2 separate regions of the Manis pentadactyla genome follow, and region 2 is linked to region 1. The links are chromatin contacts, called in public Hi-C maps. All regions are on one chromosome and are shown on one strand. Each heading gives the region's core, a stretch centred on a gene start, on an enhancer-like site or on the middle of the called end of the contact. The rest is flanking DNA. Distances are from core to core; before and after follow the strand shown.

Region 1 (3,725 bases), core at 889-3,388:
CTAAACGTGCAAACTTCAAAGCACAGTTAAAATTTACAGGAAAGAAATTGCTCTCTTCACTTAACAATGATTGATATTCCAAGAGAGAACACCTCCATTCATTAGTGGCATCTTTTTTCTAGTTCTCTATTATGTTAAAAAAACTGCAAGTGTTGATTGGCTCTATGTGAAAAATTTTTAAAGCAATAGATAGCAATGCTTTTCAGCTCATGTACACGAGGGGGAGCTTTCACCTTTCCTATATAAGAAGTCCAAGTTATATTTAACTTGGCCTATCATTGCTATACTCATGTTTTTAAACAGCCTATCAAATACAAGCAAAGGTCATGAGCTATCAGCATCATTACCATTATTATTTAAGCTATTCCCAATTAAGGCCATGCACTCCAGTAAGTCATTTTTTAAGCTTTGAATAAGCTAGATACACTGAGGCATGGAATACAACAATGTGCTAGCTTGAGATCCTATAAATTATTGCTTACAGCACACTTCACAAAGATTTTGTACCAACTCCCTCTGCCTGTACCATATAACAAGCATTTCACTATGTACTGGCTTGTTCGAAACATCTGTTAAACACAACATAAGTTTTACTAGATATATTATTTTAGTTGTGGCCAGTTTATAAGCTCCATGGCAGAGTTTTGTGTTGTTTCCCTCACACGCAGTGAAGCTCACAGTACACTTAAAATATTTAAAAAGGTTACTTTGTAACCATTACAGAATTATTTGTGTGAAATTGTTTATTTTGGCATATAAAAAATGTGGTTCATTTAGTCATATAAGTAGGTTATCAGTTGGTCTTATAAAACTAAGAACTGGATAAAGATAACTAAGACTTTTTGGGGTGGGATGAATACGTAAAAAAGTATCTCAGTCTTCTTTGTATTTCCACGTAGCACAGTTTCGGGAGTGAGGACACACATCATAAATCACTGAATGGCCATAAGAAAAGTTAAAAAAAAACTTCCATGGATTTTGACTGGGCTAAAATATAGTCTTCATAATTTGTGACACAGCCTCCTTCCAGCAAGATCCAAAAGAATATCCAATAACTGCAGAGTGGAATTAAATGAGTTGACAGTAATAGGGAAAAAATACCCTTTTCCAAATCTTTGCCAGATCTGCAGTAGCGAAGGCTCTGGTTCAGCGGCCAGGTGCCTCGGACAGAGGGCCAGGCTGGGCTGCGGGAGGTAAAACACAAACCAAAAAAAGTGATAGTCATCTGTTGATATCCTCTATTTCTAAAAAAAAAAAAATGCCCGAAATTCAACACCTAAAATGTTTCAGTGAAATCAAGTAACACCTCAGTCTTCTTCAAACGGTCCTCAGCTCACCACCTCTTGGGGACGCAGCACCTGCAGCGACTGCCCCCGGCTCTCCGCACAGGTCAGAGCGCTTAGTCTCGTCCACGCCTCGTCGGAAAAACGAGGCAAAGCAGCTCTCAAGAGGCACAGAGACTTGCCCCCAGTCTCCAGCCACCACGTGGCAGAACCACAACTCGTCTTCACAGTCCACATACCCCTCTTGCCATTTTTTGTAAACTCTCTTCACAGGAAATTAGAGACCGACCCCAAATACGTCGAACGTAGGCGCCCTACGGGGTAGGCAGAGTCCCGCCCCGCCCTCCCTCCCTGCCGCGGCCGACGCACGCTGGAAGCGGGACTAAACTGCAGCTAGTGAATCAGGGAGCAGTCGGCGGCGCTGGCGGAGAAGCGTTCTCTCTGACGTCATTTCCCTCGGGGACGGGGTAGCTGCGACCGCTTCTGCTGTCCCCGCCCCTCTCCCTGCCACTCCCCTTCTCCCCGGAAGCCCTAGTTGCTTGATGAGGGCGGCGTTGGCCCTCGCCACTTTGGCGCCCAGAGGGTGCGAAAGGGTAGGCGAGTGCCAGAAGACCTACGGAGGAGTAAGGAGGAGTTGTCGGGGTACCTGAGAGCATGGGCAGAAAGCCTTTCTGGATGTTGCTCACGAGTCCTTCGGAAACTCCAACTCCCAGAGGCAGGAACCATAGTTAACACGGACAAGGTCGCGGCGTTTCCTCTTACGTCATCTAACTGCGCCAACTTCACGCTGCAGTGGGAGAAAAAGGGGAAGGAGTTTAATATGGGGCGGGGTCTGGAGTTAGCGATTTTGGAGTGGGAGGTGGTTGCAGTGGTGTTTTTCCTCTTCAAGGCGAGTCCGTCCTGTGCGTGTGTATTCGTTTCATATATTCCTATGGGGATTGGGGTGAAGTGGGGTAGTGTTAAAAATTACTACCCTTAAAAGTTCCAAACAGTGACGTAGAGCTCTGAATTCATTTGTGTTGAAGAGAGGAAAGCCTCTCTTGCCTAAACTACTTAAAATGTATACGGAAGAGGGTTGCCAGTATCACGTGATTTTACACAAATGGAAAATAAAATTTAAAATCTGAGTCAAATTCTTAATATCTCCATTCATTTCTTGTATGGTTTTTCCAATGCTGTTATGCAAAATAGGTGACATTTCATTGTTTATAATACTTAACCATATTTAACCTTTTTGCTAAATATACAGATCAAGTCAACTGAAGCAAAACCGAAACTTAGCCCCTTAGATTGTCTTTTGTATTTGGTTTTTGATTTGGTTCTACTGCTAAAAGATGATTATTGCAGAATTTGAAGATAAGAATGAGGTTTGAATGAATAGTAGACTGCCATCTCATGGAAAGAATGCTGAAGTAAATTATTTTTTATTTTTGAGAACATATTTGAACATATTTAAAGATTTCAGTGAATAGAAAATTCAGTTCAGAATTTGTTTTCTAAAATAATTGAAATTTCTCTAAGTTTAGTCACAAAACTGAAGTCACTCTTGAAACGCTCAAATTTTACTTGAAAAGCTGTCAGCTATAAGACCATGTGAATCACTTTCTGTTTCTTTCTCCTCTCAAATCTAAAAGGTCTCTTAACTGAGCATTGACAACGAAGTCTGGATTCGTTTGTGGTCTGTTAGTAGGGCATCTTTTTTCAGCTACCTCCATATCAGGGCCAAGAGTAGCTGAGGGAGGATTAGTAATTGGATATGGAGCCCTTCACATGTAGGTCATTAAATTCAAGCTGGCACAGTGCTATGCCAAATCTTTTCAACAGCTGTTCAGTTGTCCCTCTGGATCTGCCTTATGAATAATTACATTTTTTTTTCAGAGTTAATACCATCCTTAGATATTTAAAACAAAATTTTCAAATTACTTTAAAATCCCTTATGCATTAGTAGTGGAGTCAATGGGTTTTCTTTTGACATAGCCATTTAACCTTATATGGTGCGAAATTTAAAATGATTCTAGTATCAATCTAAAGCAAGCTCCAAAAAAGTACTAGCAAATAAAATAAAAGGGGCAGTTTAACCAGAGATTGAAACATATAGAAAGTTTGGGAAGGTAAAGTCATGCTATAAGTAATACTATTTCCAGTGATTTGTAAAATTTGTGTGTTTATTTGGGACGTTTTTTGAGTTCCATGCTTTTTGTCTTAATACTGTTGATATGAAGTTAATTAAATCATGATCTCTGTCCTTAAGGAATCCCTAATCTAGTGGGATAGTCAATGGCAAATAAATACCATACTATACAACATATAATGTATTTGAGATGCATGTACATGGAAAGGAGCAACTAAATGCTCCTGGAGGCAGGGGATGTGGTTTTAGAAACTGAATAATTTGCCCCATCTTGGAAAGTAAGTAGGAGTTTTCCAAATATCAAGGAAGGA
Region 2 (3,725 bases), core at 516-3,015, 330 kb after region 1:
CATATTTTTAAAGTGAAGTAGAATGGTAGTTACCAGGGAATGGCAGGTAGAGCAAATGGGGAGTTGTTTAATTGGCATAGAGTTTCAGTTTTATAAGATAAAGAACTCCGAAGATGTGTTGCAAAACAACGTGAAAATGGTTAACACTAATGAACTGTGTATACTTAAAATGGCTAAGTTGGTAAATTTTGCCACATTAAAAAAAATTAACTTTCTTTCATTTCTCTTTCCTATCCACTGTTGTATTCAAAAGCAATGTAATGAAAATGATTGAGAAAAACAAAGAATACAAGGTACTTAACAATGCAGAAAAATTAAGAAAATAATAAAACAATCTCACATTCTTACTTATTTTCTTCTTAACCTGGAAAGCCCTTGCACCTCAGTTGAAACCGTATCTTATTGTCAAAGCAATAGAGCGTAGTGATTAAAAGGCCTTTTGTAGCTAGAAAGCTCAAGTACTATTCTGACTTTAATACTGTGTGACCTTGGGTAGGATATTTTCATTCACTCATTCATTCATCAAAAAGTCTGTTTCATTTGTCTTTTTCAGTTCAAAAGAATCCTGTGCCTCTAAAGAGTTTTGTTCTGAGGAGTAAAAGAAATAATTTATATAAAACACTAGGCACAAGGTCTGGCACTTTGTTAAGTGCTCGATAAATGTTGGCTAATTATTACTTTAAAGTCTAGAGAGCAGGACACCAACAGGGTGAATTCAACTATCATGCTTGCCAAATGTGCTCCCCTCTTCTAAAGGAACTCTCTCCCTGGAAAAAGCAATGTCATCTCAGGTGTTCGAAATGTTTGCTTTAGGAACAGTGTTCTACTCCTGAGACCTGTGTACACTGACACTAGAGTTCCCTGTTCCTCTCATTTCATTAGGGGCCTACGCCTTATTTGAGGGAGATGAGGAAGAGGGGCCATACAACCAAACACCCATCTATAAAGCCCCACTCTGTAAGACAGAGCAGACAAATCCCCTGGGAGAATGACAGCTGGGTATTCAGGAACACGGCCGGGGGAACTGGCCACACGGGCCGGCATCTCGAAGGCAGGCCGGTGCTGAGGGAGGCTGGGGCACTGCGGACCGGGCCGGTCGGGGCCGGGCGGGGGCGTGTCGGGACGCTCGTCCCGGGGCCAGCGGGGGTCGGGCAGGCCCGGGCCCGGGGCTCCGAGAAGGCTGCGCTGGGGGAGGGGACCCGGCACGGGGGAAAGGACACTGAGGGCCTCACCGCGGGCCGAGGCCAGTGGATAGAGCTTCTCCGCCTTCTGTAGGAAGCGCTGGGCCTTCTCGCGGTTGCCGGCGTTTAGGGCCTCCCGGGCGATCTCGACACATTTCTCCGCCTCGTCCCGGTTCCCCTCCATGGCCTACGCCTTTTTCCGTTTTCACCGGCAGCGAAGCTACGACGGGCGGAAGCCGCGGCCGCCGAGGCGAGGCCGGCCGGGCGGGGGCGTGCGGAGGTGAGCAGGGAGGAGCGCAGGGCACCACGGCGGCGGCGGCGGCCCGGGCGGACTGGCGGGCTCGCAGCTCCGCCTCCTCACGGCGGCCTCCCCGCCCCCCGCGGGCCGCTACGGCGCGAGCCGCACACCTCCCGGCCCTCGGGCCTGGGCGTCCCAGCCGACTCGGCCGGCCGTGCGCGGGGCCCAGCTCGGGGCTGGCCAGCCCGGCCGCCTGCAGGGGCTCCCGCCGAGGTGACCCCGCCGCCGCACGGGCAGCGCCGCGCCCCTTGACCTTGCCGCGCGGCGGCGGGGCGGGTGTTCTCTTCCCAGGCGGCCAGGGGAATGGACGGGGGAAAGGCCGCCCGTTTTCAGAATTCCCGGGGACTGCCCCGTCTCTGGGCCCACAGCCTGGGAGGATTCGGTCAGGTGAGGGCCGCGCTGTCAGTCCTTACGCAGCGCTTCCGGCACAGGTGTTGAGAGCGTTAGAGCGTCGCTTGGCCGTATCTCCGGGCCCGTTTTATGGCCATTTGATTTCAGCTACACAATTTTTCTGACCTAGATTTCACTAAATTCTAAGTACATCCAAGAGGTATAAAGCAACTGGTTTAATTTGTAGTTTGTAATTACTCCGGTGAAAAGCCCTAACCTTACTCCTTTATGACCAAAACATGGCAGGAACCGGCTGTTTGGGAATGTACCCACCACCAAGTGGTTTGGTTTTCTTTTATTTTCATGACATTGCCCCTGTGAAATGTACACCATGTCACTTTGGTCTCCTTAGTGGGTGGAAAAGGACACTTTCTGGTTGGTAAATTTTAACCCCCTACCCCCCCCACAAAAAGCCTTTAAGACAAATAATTTGCCAGAAAGTCAAAATGATCCCCTCAACCCAATCACAGAATACTCATTTTTAGTGTTGTCAAGCTATTGTTATGCTATCAAATACCATAACTCAATACTTTCAAGTCTTAATTCTTCTCTGTAAAATGGTAATAGTATTCCCCTCAAAATGTGTCCTTCATATTACAAAGTACTGAACTATTAATTCAGGCTTCAAAATGTGTAGCACACAGAAAATAGTTTGAATCTTCAAAATCTAAATTCAAAGTTCCTTCTATAGGGAGAGCTATATATACACAGTACTTCCCTACCTGCTATCTCCCTCTCCAAATCTTCACAATAACCGTGCACTGTTGTAGTGCTGTCATATAAGCAAACACAGCCGAAAAACTGAGGTGGTCAAACATAGTCTAAAAAACAGTAACTTACCAATTTCAGACCTTGCCAAGTTTTTAATCTTTAATAGCTCAATTACATAACATTAAAATTACACTTGGGCCTTGTGACTTAACAGAATTAAGGGCTTAATTTCAAGTTATTGGTCGATGAGGTACCTGTTCAAAAGAAAGGGGTTCCTATTACAATTAAGCAAATTTAAAACACAACTAGTTTGGGATATGACCTTTATTGAGCTTATCCACCAGAGTGGAAATAATGTCTGTACAAAACCAAATGTCTGTTACTATAACTTCTGCATCACAATTAAAATCCAAACAGTTTTTTAAAAACAGTCAACTCAATCAAAACCCACTACTTCAGAATCAATAGCTTCTTTGAAGCCACAGTAACACTTAAATATGGTTAAGACTCGAATGCAGAAATTTGGTTGGTTGGAAAGCTAATTAAACTTCCAACTTGCTCAAATAGAATTACAAAAAGGCAAAATTGTGTTTTTCACAGAGATACAGTCCACTGGAATCACCAACACTGGACAGCTGTTAAGAGTACTTAAGAGTCCTGAGATAATAAGGAATCCAGGCATCCTTTAGACAGTCTTCTGTTGTCCTTTCTTCCCAATAAGAGATTTGTGGATGTGTGGAATGACACCTAGAAGAGAGACAGGGATTAAGTCTACTTTTTAATATTTAAGATCACACAGTATTTAAAATCAAGACAGTTTATTTAAGCTTGGAAAATGCCTTTAAATGTGAAGTTCAAGTGTTCAAATTAAGTTTTACTTACCAATTTTCATGATGAACAATTCTACACGTAAGTGAAAATATACTTAAGTGCCCTAGACTAAAAATTACTAATGGGAGATTTAAAAAAGCATTCTTTTTTCTAAGGTAACAGAATTTCAGTATTTACATACCACCACCAGCAATTGTAGCCTTGATGAGAGAGTCCAATTCTTCATCTCCACGAATGGCAAGTTGCAAATGACGAGGGGTAATACGCTTTACCTTCAAGTCTTTTGATGCATTTCCTGCCAATTCAAGTACCTA

What was found. Hi-C and Micro-C count contacts between places; a contact is called where the count stands out from the background.
Region 2: a contact with region 1 is called in a Hi-C map of skin fibroblasts, with 5 times the contacts expected there. The contact joins the promoter of DNAJB14 here to the promoter of TRMT10A in region 1. A contact is called at or near these places in 2 of 3 Hi-C or Micro-C datasets (blood and skin fibroblasts).

Annotation. Positions count from the first base shown.
Region 1 is chr5:83,752,445-83,756,169 of mManPen7.hap1, forward strand. TRMT10A (tRNA methyltransferase 10A) reads right to left here and starts at 2,139. Exons shown (of 8, transcript XM_036914052.2): 1 at 1,930-2,139.
Region 2 is chr5:84,079,784-84,083,508 of mManPen7.hap1, forward strand. DNAJB14 (DnaJ heat shock protein family (Hsp40) member B14) reads right to left here and starts at 1,766. Exons shown (of 8, transcript XM_036914038.2): 1 at 1,233-1,766. The coding sequence starts at 1,365. It overlaps LOC118926723 (histone H2A.Z), which reads right to left. Exons shown (of 5, transcript XM_036914043.2): 4 at 3,593-3,722; 5 at 2,887-3,327. The coding sequence ends at 3,266.